Regions from separate parts of the Sus scrofa genome. Here all the other regions are linked to region 2. Evidence: chromatin contacts called from public Hi-C and HiChIP or PLAC-seq data. All regions are on one chromosome and are shown on one strand. The core of a region is the stretch at or near the end of the contact, and the rest is flanking DNA. Distances in the headings are between cores, read along the strand shown. Region 1 holds the start of FMNL3 (formin-like protein 3). Region 2 holds the start of SPATS2 (spermatogenesis-associated serine-rich protein 2). Region 3 holds the start of TMBIM6 (transmembrane BAX inhibitor motif containing 6).

What was found. Hi-C and Micro-C count contacts between places; a contact is called where the count stands out from the background. HiChIP or PLAC-seq counts read pairs in DNA pulled down with a chosen protein or histone mark.
Region 1: an H3K27ac HiChIP or PLAC-seq map of alveolar macrophages shows a contact between it and region 2. The contact joins the promoter of FMNL3 here to the promoter of SPATS2 in region 2. A contact is called at or near these places in 2 of 47 Hi-C or Micro-C datasets (embryonic fibroblasts and mesenteric adipose tissue) and 1 of 2 datasets of contacts at active chromatin or transcription factors (alveolar macrophages).
Region 3: a contact with region 2 is called in a Hi-C map of liver, with 4 times the contacts expected there. The contact joins the promoter of TMBIM6 here to the promoter of SPATS2 in region 2. A contact is called at or near these places in 1 of 5 promoter capture datasets (fetal liver), 2 of 47 Hi-C or Micro-C datasets (embryonic fibroblasts and liver) and 1 of 2 datasets of contacts at active chromatin or transcription factors (alveolar macrophages).

What each region holds. Positions count from the first base shown.
Region 1 is chr5:15,644,428-15,647,324 of Sscrofa11.1, reverse strand. It overlaps FMNL3 (formin-like protein 3), which reads left to right and starts at 1,276. Exons shown (of 25, transcript XM_021091615.1): 1 at 1,276-1,650. The coding sequence starts at 1,525.
Region 2 is chr5:15,346,120-15,348,895 of Sscrofa11.1, reverse strand. SPATS2 (spermatogenesis-associated serine-rich protein 2) reads right to left here and starts at 1,274. Exons shown (of 13, transcript XM_021091602.1): 1 at 964-1,274.
Region 3 is chr5:15,672,656-15,675,610 of Sscrofa11.1, reverse strand. TMBIM6 (transmembrane BAX inhibitor motif containing 6) reads right to left here and starts at 1,583. Exons shown (of 10, transcript NM_001005348.1): 1 at 1,499-1,583.

The DNA of each region.
Region 1 (2,897 bases), core at 27-2,526, 300 kb before region 2:
CAAGGGAACTCCTTAGCATTTGCTTTCCTCTGCATTGGCTTCATTCTCAAGCAAGCTTGAAGTGTTATGGGTGATGGTATGGGAAGAGATTGCCTCTTTTTTTTTTTTAAGTCTTTTTAGGGCCACACCTGAGGCACATCGAGGTTCCCAGGCTAGAGATTGAATCAGAGCTACAGCTGCTGGCCTAAACAACAGCCACAGCAACGCCAGATCTGAACCACCTCTTCAACCTATACCACAGCTCAAGGCAACACCAGATCCTTAATCTACAGGGCAAGTCCAAGGATCGAACCTGCGTCCTCATGGATGCTAGCCAGATTTGTTTCCACTGAGTCACGATGGGAACTCCAAGAGAATGTCTCTTTCTTGATTATTCCAGTGAAAGCCTTAGAAATGAGTTTTATATTCTGGCTTAAGTCAACTGTCAATTCCTAAAACAGTCTCCAAAGGTAGAGGAAGAAAATGCTTTGATTCGCCAGGCCTGGGTCATGGGACCTCCTGGAATGGAGGTGAAGTTCAGCTCTACATGGACTGAGGACAGGCGAACGTAGTTCCCTAAAAGGAGACGGGATGTTATCGCTTGAGGAAGAGGTATGCAGGGTGGCAGAAACAACAGAAGGCCATCACATCATAAATGACGACCCTCCCAATAGACCTAGCCCAGAGCAGCATCCTTCTCCTGCCTCACCATTTTCACATTCAAGCAGATCAACGTTTGAACGTCGGTAAGGTCCTCTCCTAAATCCTTTTCACCTGTCTCAGGCAGTTAAGGTAGTCCCCATTCCTAAATGCCCGATTCAAATTCTCCCTCTTACCGTGACTCTAACAGGTGTGGTCTCTCTCCCACTTCTGAGTATCCTAGACGTTTCTACTTCTCTTGCAGTTATCTGTTCACTCGGTGCCCTGTATCTTATTTATTTGTATATATTATGAGCTATTATGGTAAAGGGCCGTTTCCCAGGGACCAACCCAACACCTCACGCCCTCAGCAACTGCGATGATTAGATACGCACCAGGGCCGCCAGGGCGCGCCAAGCGCCAGGCGCGAGGCCACCGCGGTGCTGGAGGCACTGTGATTGGCAGTTGAGGCCGTCAATCGGACTCAGGAGGGGGCGGGGCGAGGCGGGCTGCCCGGGAGGCCCGTGGGCGAGAGGCGGGGCCTGCATGAATGGGGCGCGCGGCTGCAGTCGGCGCTCGGGGGGAAGCCGGAGTCCCGGCCGGGAGTGGGTGGGAGGAAGCGAAGTAGGGGGGGAAGGGAAAGAGCGCGGGGGGCGGGGAGGGGCAGCGCCGGGGCGGCGCGCTGAGAGCGGCGAGGCGGCGGGTTTTAGCTGGAGCCGGTCGCTTCGGTGCCGCTGTCCGCTCCGGGTCTTGCCGGACCCTAAGGAGCCCCTCAGCCCCCGACCCGGCCGAGGAGTCGGGACTAGGGTAGCCGGCCCTGAGGGAGGAGCCGAGTCCGACAGGCCCAGCCCAAGACCCCCGGGCTTGGAGGTGGGGGGCTGAGGCCCCCGAGGGGGCCCCGCAGCGATGGGCAACCTGGAGAGCACCGAGGGGAGCCCGGGCGAGCCGCCCTCTGTCTCGCTGCTGCCGCCGACCGGCAAGATGCCGATGCCTGAGCCCTGTGAGCTGGAGGAGAGGTTCGCCTTGGTGCTGGTAAGAGCCGAGCCTAGTCCCTTCCCCCTCCTACCGCCCCCCCCCCCCCAGGTCCCAGCGCCTCAGGTGGGACTTTGCCCGAGTCCCTTGGTCCGGTCCACCTCTTCAGTCAGGGCCTTGGACAGACCTCGGCCCCCAGCGCCTTCCCGGGAACCTCTGAGCAGCCCCATCAGGGACCTCCCGACCGACCGCCTCAACCGCTGGACGCTTAAGAGGAGGGGTCCCCAGCCCGGGACCGCCCCGGGACCCAGACTTCTTCCTCGCCCCTCCCCCTTCTGCCGCCCTTCTCGCTCCCCCCCCCCCCCGCCCCACTTCCCTGACAGTCTCCCCAGGTCCTTAGAATTCTCACTCCTAAGCCTCTGGCTGGTGCGGGGGGAATTCAGAAGCGCAGGGCCGGCCCACTCCTCAGCCTAAGTCTGCGTTCTCTGACTGGGGAGACCACCTCTGATGTTAACATGGAGACTTTCCAGGGAGTGGGTCCTACTCCCAGCCGGGACCAGATGTTTGGGGGAGAGGGGGGTGGGTAGGGAATGGAGGGGAGCTGGCAGCTCTTGAAGAGGGTGGAATAAAGAGTGCTGCCATTCCTCTTATTTTCAGAACGGCCTGCAGGCATCCTGCAAAGTTACAGTGGGTTTGCCTAAAAGGCCTGAACATGTGGATAAGCCATTTCACTAGTGTATTTTTCCAATTGAAACAATACACGAACCATCCTGCCTCCCCCGCCTCCCCACTTTTTATGTTAAGCCCTAGCGACTGGGTTTGGTTTTTGGGGCTGTACTTTTTTTAGTCTTTCTGTAGGTTCCTAAGTGATCTGTATGGATGAGTTTTTAGAGCTGACTTTGGGATTCTTTGGTGTGGGAATTGGACATTGATGTCAGTGGCTCTGTGGACAGAGAGGATCTGAGCTGGTATCACTGAGATGGAGCCAGAGAATCTGTTGGAGCTAAAAATGAAGTTTTGGAGAAAGAAAGTGAACTAGGAGATGGAACATTTACTAACAGAGGTAAATCTTAGAGAAACTTGGGGAAAGGGTTTCCAGTTCCTCAAAGAACTCTCTAAGAGGCAGTGTTAGTACTGCAGTAATTGTTACTATGGCCTGAAGGGCCGACTTTGCCTTTGCCTGTAAGGAGGAATAAGTTGTGGACTTAGCAGCCTTATTGGATTTCATCTGCTTTGGAATGATTAGATCTGTTGGCATCAGTGAAGCTGTCTAGGGATCCTGGCCTACTCTGATGGTGCAGAGTCTG
Region 2 (2,776 bases), core at 25-2,524:
TTTCTCATCGAGAAACTGTAATTCTAACAAAGTACAAGTAACTTAGATTTTATCAAGGCTAAATAAAAACAAACTTGTGGTTCTCTCCCAAACATCCTAAACTCTGCATTATCAATAACTAAACTCAAAGCACAATTCCTATTTTTAGTGGTCTGTCCTCTCTTGCTTCATTAACCACAGGTAAATTATACAGAGGGGAAAGAAATATTACAAGCATGTTTTATCAATGAAATAAATGGACTACACAGGATAACCATATTATTAAGAGTGTCTTGTACTCCTTGGCAGAGGGACATGCCAGAGAAAGATCCATCTTCTAAAAGAAGCCAGTCATCCTGGATGAATTAGGAGAAAAATGCCACTCCAGTCCACCTACCCTATACTCTCTAACTGGATTTACCCTTCCGCTTTAATTCAAATCCAAACCGCATTTATTTTCTTTCTCTGCCCCTCTTTGCTTTATTTTCCGTTCCGTTTCCCGCCCCTCCTCAATTCCAAGAATGCCCTTCTATCTCTTATTTTTAAATCCTACTTTGCCTCCAAATCCTAAGAACCTCCGATAGCCACACAGCTGACCTTACGCATCCCCGATGAATTCTCAATTCATTGTACTTCTCATACCAAACGATCCATTCTTTCATGCCTTTCGATCTCTCGTCTCTTAAAATCCAGTGCCCCACACAAGCTCACACCAAGAGTCCCCCCCTCACTCCATTGTTTCCCCGGCCTATGCTTCTGGAAACCCCCCAATTCGGACCCGGTGTCTTCCGCCCGCCCCACTGACCCCAGAAACCTTTCACCATCTGGGCACTCCAGGTCCCAAGGACTCACATCCCCCTCCTCTCGGTACCCCAACCCCCAACTACTGCCCCCTCCCCCGTGCCCTCCCTCAAGCCCGCTCTTTACACCTCTGTGCCCCTCTTCATCCCCCACCAACCCTCCGCCCAGCACCCTCAGCCTCACCTACCCCGGGCCTCCGCAGTCTCCGCGTCCCCCCAGTTCCGGCTCTGCGTCCGGGACGCTCCGGGGTCTGAGAAGAGGAAAGGAGCTCCTCCGCCGCCTCCTCCGGCTCTTCTAGAGCCACCTCCGTCGCCGCCGCGCTCCTCCCCCAGCTCTCTCGGAGCCGGGCGCCGCCCCGCCCCTCCGCCCCTTTCCTCGCTACCCTCCTCAGCCGGGTGGCGGGCTGGGAATCGCAGCGGCGGCTGGGGGCCGAAGTGCCAGCGGATCTACACCGACCTCGCCGGGGCTCGAGCTCTTCGCCCCGCCCCGCAGCCCGCTCGGGCGCGTGCGCGCCGGCCAGCCAGCGCACAGGGCGCGTGCTCGCGCCGGCGCGAACTCGGCGCGCCGAGCTCGAGGCCGTTGCAGCCAACCGGTGCGCGAGGGAGGCGTGAGGCGGCCGGCCAGCCGAGGAGCTGCGCGCGGGGAAGCTCGCGGAGAGAGGCGCCTCCAGTCCGTCGGGTTACCGCTCCTCTCGTGGACCGGTCCCTCGCGCTTCGCACTGCCCGCCGGGCCGGGCACCCGAGTTGAGGGAGCTCGGATGTCCGGGGATTGGGAAGAACGAGGAAGGGAAGGGATAGGAGGAATAGGTAGGGAACAAAGTAGATGGACGTGAGGACGGGTGGGGCAAGAGATCGTGCCCTCGTGCAGAATGGCCCGTGCCCCGAAAGAGCCGGGCGGAGTGGGGTGGGGGGCACAGCGCGTGCTGGTAGTAGAGGGCCTGAGCTGGAACTGCCGGAAAGAGCCGAAACTCCCCGGAGGTTGCCGAAGGCGGCCGCCTCGAAGGGAACCTCGAGAGGGGCTTTTCTCTCTAGGTCCAGGCGGGGACTTGGTCTCCCAGGCTTCTCCCGCTTCCCGTGCCACGACTCTGCCCCAACAGCTTAACACCACTTTCACTTTTGCCTCTGTCCCGACCCAAGATTTACTCCAAAAGGCCATTTCAGAACCACTGACTACGGGAAATGTCCTGATTCCGTAGCCACTCAGCCTCCTGGGAATCCATACAGGCTGGTAAGGAGTTGGTGGGGAGCAGTGCACCTCCCCAGCTGGGCAGAGGATAACTTCGGGAGCAAACTGAGGGACCTCTGCCATGACCCCGGACACAACTGCCCAAGTCCATTTCCTCGTTGGATTTCTAGTCTACTGAGTTGTCTGCATCCCTTTAGGCGGCTGTGGTCAGTTACACTGACGGTCGAATCTTTATGTTAAATATTCTTCTGTCTTCGTGGTTAGTTTCCCAAGCACCCCAAGGCCAGAACCATTTCTAATTGTGCACCTTTCTAGACAGTGTTCACGTGTGAAGCACTCACCGCATTGCCAAAGGGGTTGATGATTAGGAGTGGCTTAAAGGTCGGGTATTTAGGCAATCAACCTTGAAAATGTGATTAAGAATCTGTCCCCGTGTTCTTAACTTTTGAGACCAAAGCAAAAGGGGCTCTGGACAGGCACCAATGACAAGCCAGAGTGTATATGAGCGTATATAGGCACCACAGAAACAGTGTAGTTTTGGTTTTCACAGATTTGTTATTACAGTTTCAGGACAAGTAATGGAATAGTGTAATCTCTGCCAAGTCATCAGGTCCTTTGGTTTTTAACTTTGCAAGGAGTGAAGGATCAAAAATCCTCTGGAGCCCACTGGCCCCTAGTTAAATAATGCCTAACCTAATCCACCCATATCATTTACAGATCTAAAGAAAAAGGACTAGGTAGGTCATCCCACTAGTTAGGGCAGTATACCATGTGCTGCTTACTACTGAATCTTTCAAAGACTCAAATAGAA
Region 3 (2,955 bases), core at 334-2,833, 330 kb before region 2:
TTCTCAAGGATTCAACTATTCTGACCCCACCCCGAAGGAAAACGGCAGAAAATCTAAATGCCAAGATATTCTTGAAGCCAGAACAACAATAAAACATCCCAGACAAGGACGAGTAAGAAAACACCAGAGAGTAAATTTAATACATAACTAAGCATGTTTGCAGAAGCCGTAAGAAATGTGGTTAGGCAACTCTGATCTTTCTTGAACTAAATTCTTAAAACTACATATTTGACCAAAAGATAAACTTGAATAAGTATCAAAAAGTAACTAGACTATCCAATATTCTGTAATAGCCTACTTGGGAAAAGGATCTGACAAAAAATGGGTATGTGTATATGTATGACTGACTCACTTTGTTGTACAGTAGAAATTATCACATTAAAATCAACTATAATTCGATAAAACTTTTTAAAAAAGTAACTAGAAAAGCCCATTCGCCATTAACCTTTAACCTGAAATCTTTGTTTCAAGTACAGTCAGCTCTTCCACCAGGTTACAGTCATTAGTTAACTATTGCTAAAACAGAGTCTCAAGTTCAGAAAGGTTTTTGTTGTTGTTTGGTCGATGAAAGGTTGATGGGGCAAGCAATGTAACCTGGCTGGCACGGGGCTGCAATTCCTCACTTAACAAACACACGAAAATACCACAGCTCCAGCAAGTAGGTCCAAGAAACCGCCCAACAACGCCTTTCCTGACCGGACTTTGGGAAAGACGCCGCCCACGGGGCTCAGGACCAGCAAAGCCAAGGCCACCTCACCTGTCCAAAGGTAACCAATCAGACCAGAGCGGGGCCGTCCAGCGGGCCTGGCAAGCCAGGCCTAGCCCGGGTCTCTCCTCACCTCCCGCCTCTGCTGTTGGCTTCAAAGTAACGAAGGAGCCTAGCATGTCACAGAGGAGTGTGACATCATCCACTCCGCCGTGACAGGGCAGCTTGCCGGACCAGGCCCTCCTGAGTCCCGGCCCCCACCGCTCACCCAGAGGCGGCCCAGCCAGAGGACCCCCAGCAGGCCAGCGATCTGTCGGGAGCGGCGGGGATGACCACAAACCCGTGAGGTTTCGCTTTCATTCTCCCCGGAAGAAAGGCGCAGGGGACGTGCCCTGAATTAAGGGGGTCGAAGCTGGGCCTGGGCCAAAGAGCCTCCGAGTCTACACTTGGCGGAGGAGGAGGAAAGACGCGGACTAAGGGGGAAGCAATTCCGGCCAAAAAAGGCCCTTAGCCAGCGCTCCCCAGCCGACTGAGCGCCTCGACACCCCCAAAGACCCAGCAGACTCGCCCCGCCCCTCCCCCACTCCGGTACAGTTGCGCCTGCGCGGTACTAGTTCCCCAACTCCTCCCCTCCCAGCCTAGCTTTCCGGAGTCCCGCCGCCCAGCAGGGCCCAGTTCCTCCAGGGTGCGGTCCGTCTGAAAACGGAAACTACTCCCACTCTTGCTCAAGAAGTAACTAATCCCCTTTCCATTTCTCAATCCAGGCTTGCGCAGTCCTAGCTTCAGACGTACCTTCTAACCCGCTTCTCAAGAGCTCACACAGCTCCTCTAACACCGGATGTGCTTCTGACTCTCCCAGGGTCCGCTCCAGACTCTTTACCTTGCGTCCGCCCCTCGAGGGAAGCCCCGCCCCCGAGTTCCGCTTGAGGCCAGTCCTGATTGGCCATGGTTGCTCTTCTGCCTTTCTGTTGGCTGTAGGTGCATAAACAACGGCTGCTTACTTCAGAGCCATTTGCTTAACGCCCTTGTCGATCAAGACTCTGGCAGCCAAACAGCGCGTAGCAAAAGACCTCCGCCTTCTTCCAGCATAGTAAGGCAGGGTCGTAGTCCGAAGTCGCCTCTAGTGGACAAAGAGAAGAGGGGAGGCCCCACCCAAGGCATAAGGCAAGTAATGCAGCCTCCACCACAAGCGATGGAATAGCTCTGCAAAGTCCTGGGATTTGGGTTTTATGCTTGTCGTAGAATGCTAAAAGGGGAAAGAGATTCAGAGAACACATAGAAAAGCATTCTCATAGGGAATGCTTCACGGTAAATTCTCAATTTACCGTGAACCTTGTGAAGCTTAAACTTCAGAACATCTTTGAAGGCTCAGAGAATTTCTCAGGAACGGGGGGAGGAGGAATTAGCAGCCCCAGTCCTGCATCAGACGAATGTACTCCTGGAGGTCACCCTCTTGGCCCAGATTGTGGTCCTGGAGTCGTGGGCGGGGCCAGTGGGCTGCCACCTCCTCATCCACTTTGCTCTGGGGAAGGCGGTAGTAGTGGGGTGAGTAGGGCAGCTATCTGGCTGAGCTGCCCCAGCAGCTCTGAGGAAACTAAGCCAAGGGAGAAAAAGGGCTGGAGCGCCTTGGGACGTGTCTCCAAGAAGCAACACTTACAGAAGAACTGAGAGTAAGGAGTTGTGAAGCTGCTTAAAAAACGTTTCTACACTGTCAAATTTTTTTTCCAAAACTTTTTTGCTAATTTATCTAACATCTCTATATAAATAATACAGCATGGTCATACGAAGAGGCAAAGCGTATGCAGCCAAAAAAAAAAAAAAAAAAGAAAAAAGAGCTTATAGTGGTTAACAGGCAGTTAATAATAATGTGGTTTTGTGGGGTTGTGTGATATTTGTATTTTGTCAGCATTTTAAAATCTGTAATGGATCACTATTAAAAAAATTTTCAATTTTAAAAATTAAAAATTTTTTAAAACCTGTAATGTTTTATTTTCTTACTCTAAATACTGATTTTATTACATAATTTTGTATTCTTTTTCTTAAATACAGCCATACAACTGTAGATGTTTCCAGCTGCACAAAACAGCAAATGAGGAAACAAGACCATGGACAGAAAAGGTTCTGGCAAAATAAGGGAAGAAATTTAGACTAAGCATTTGATCAAATCAAAATGCAGGATTCAAGAAACTGCTTTCTAGATGGATAGACTAGCCATCTTTTCCATAAAGAATACAAATGTGCAGGGTATG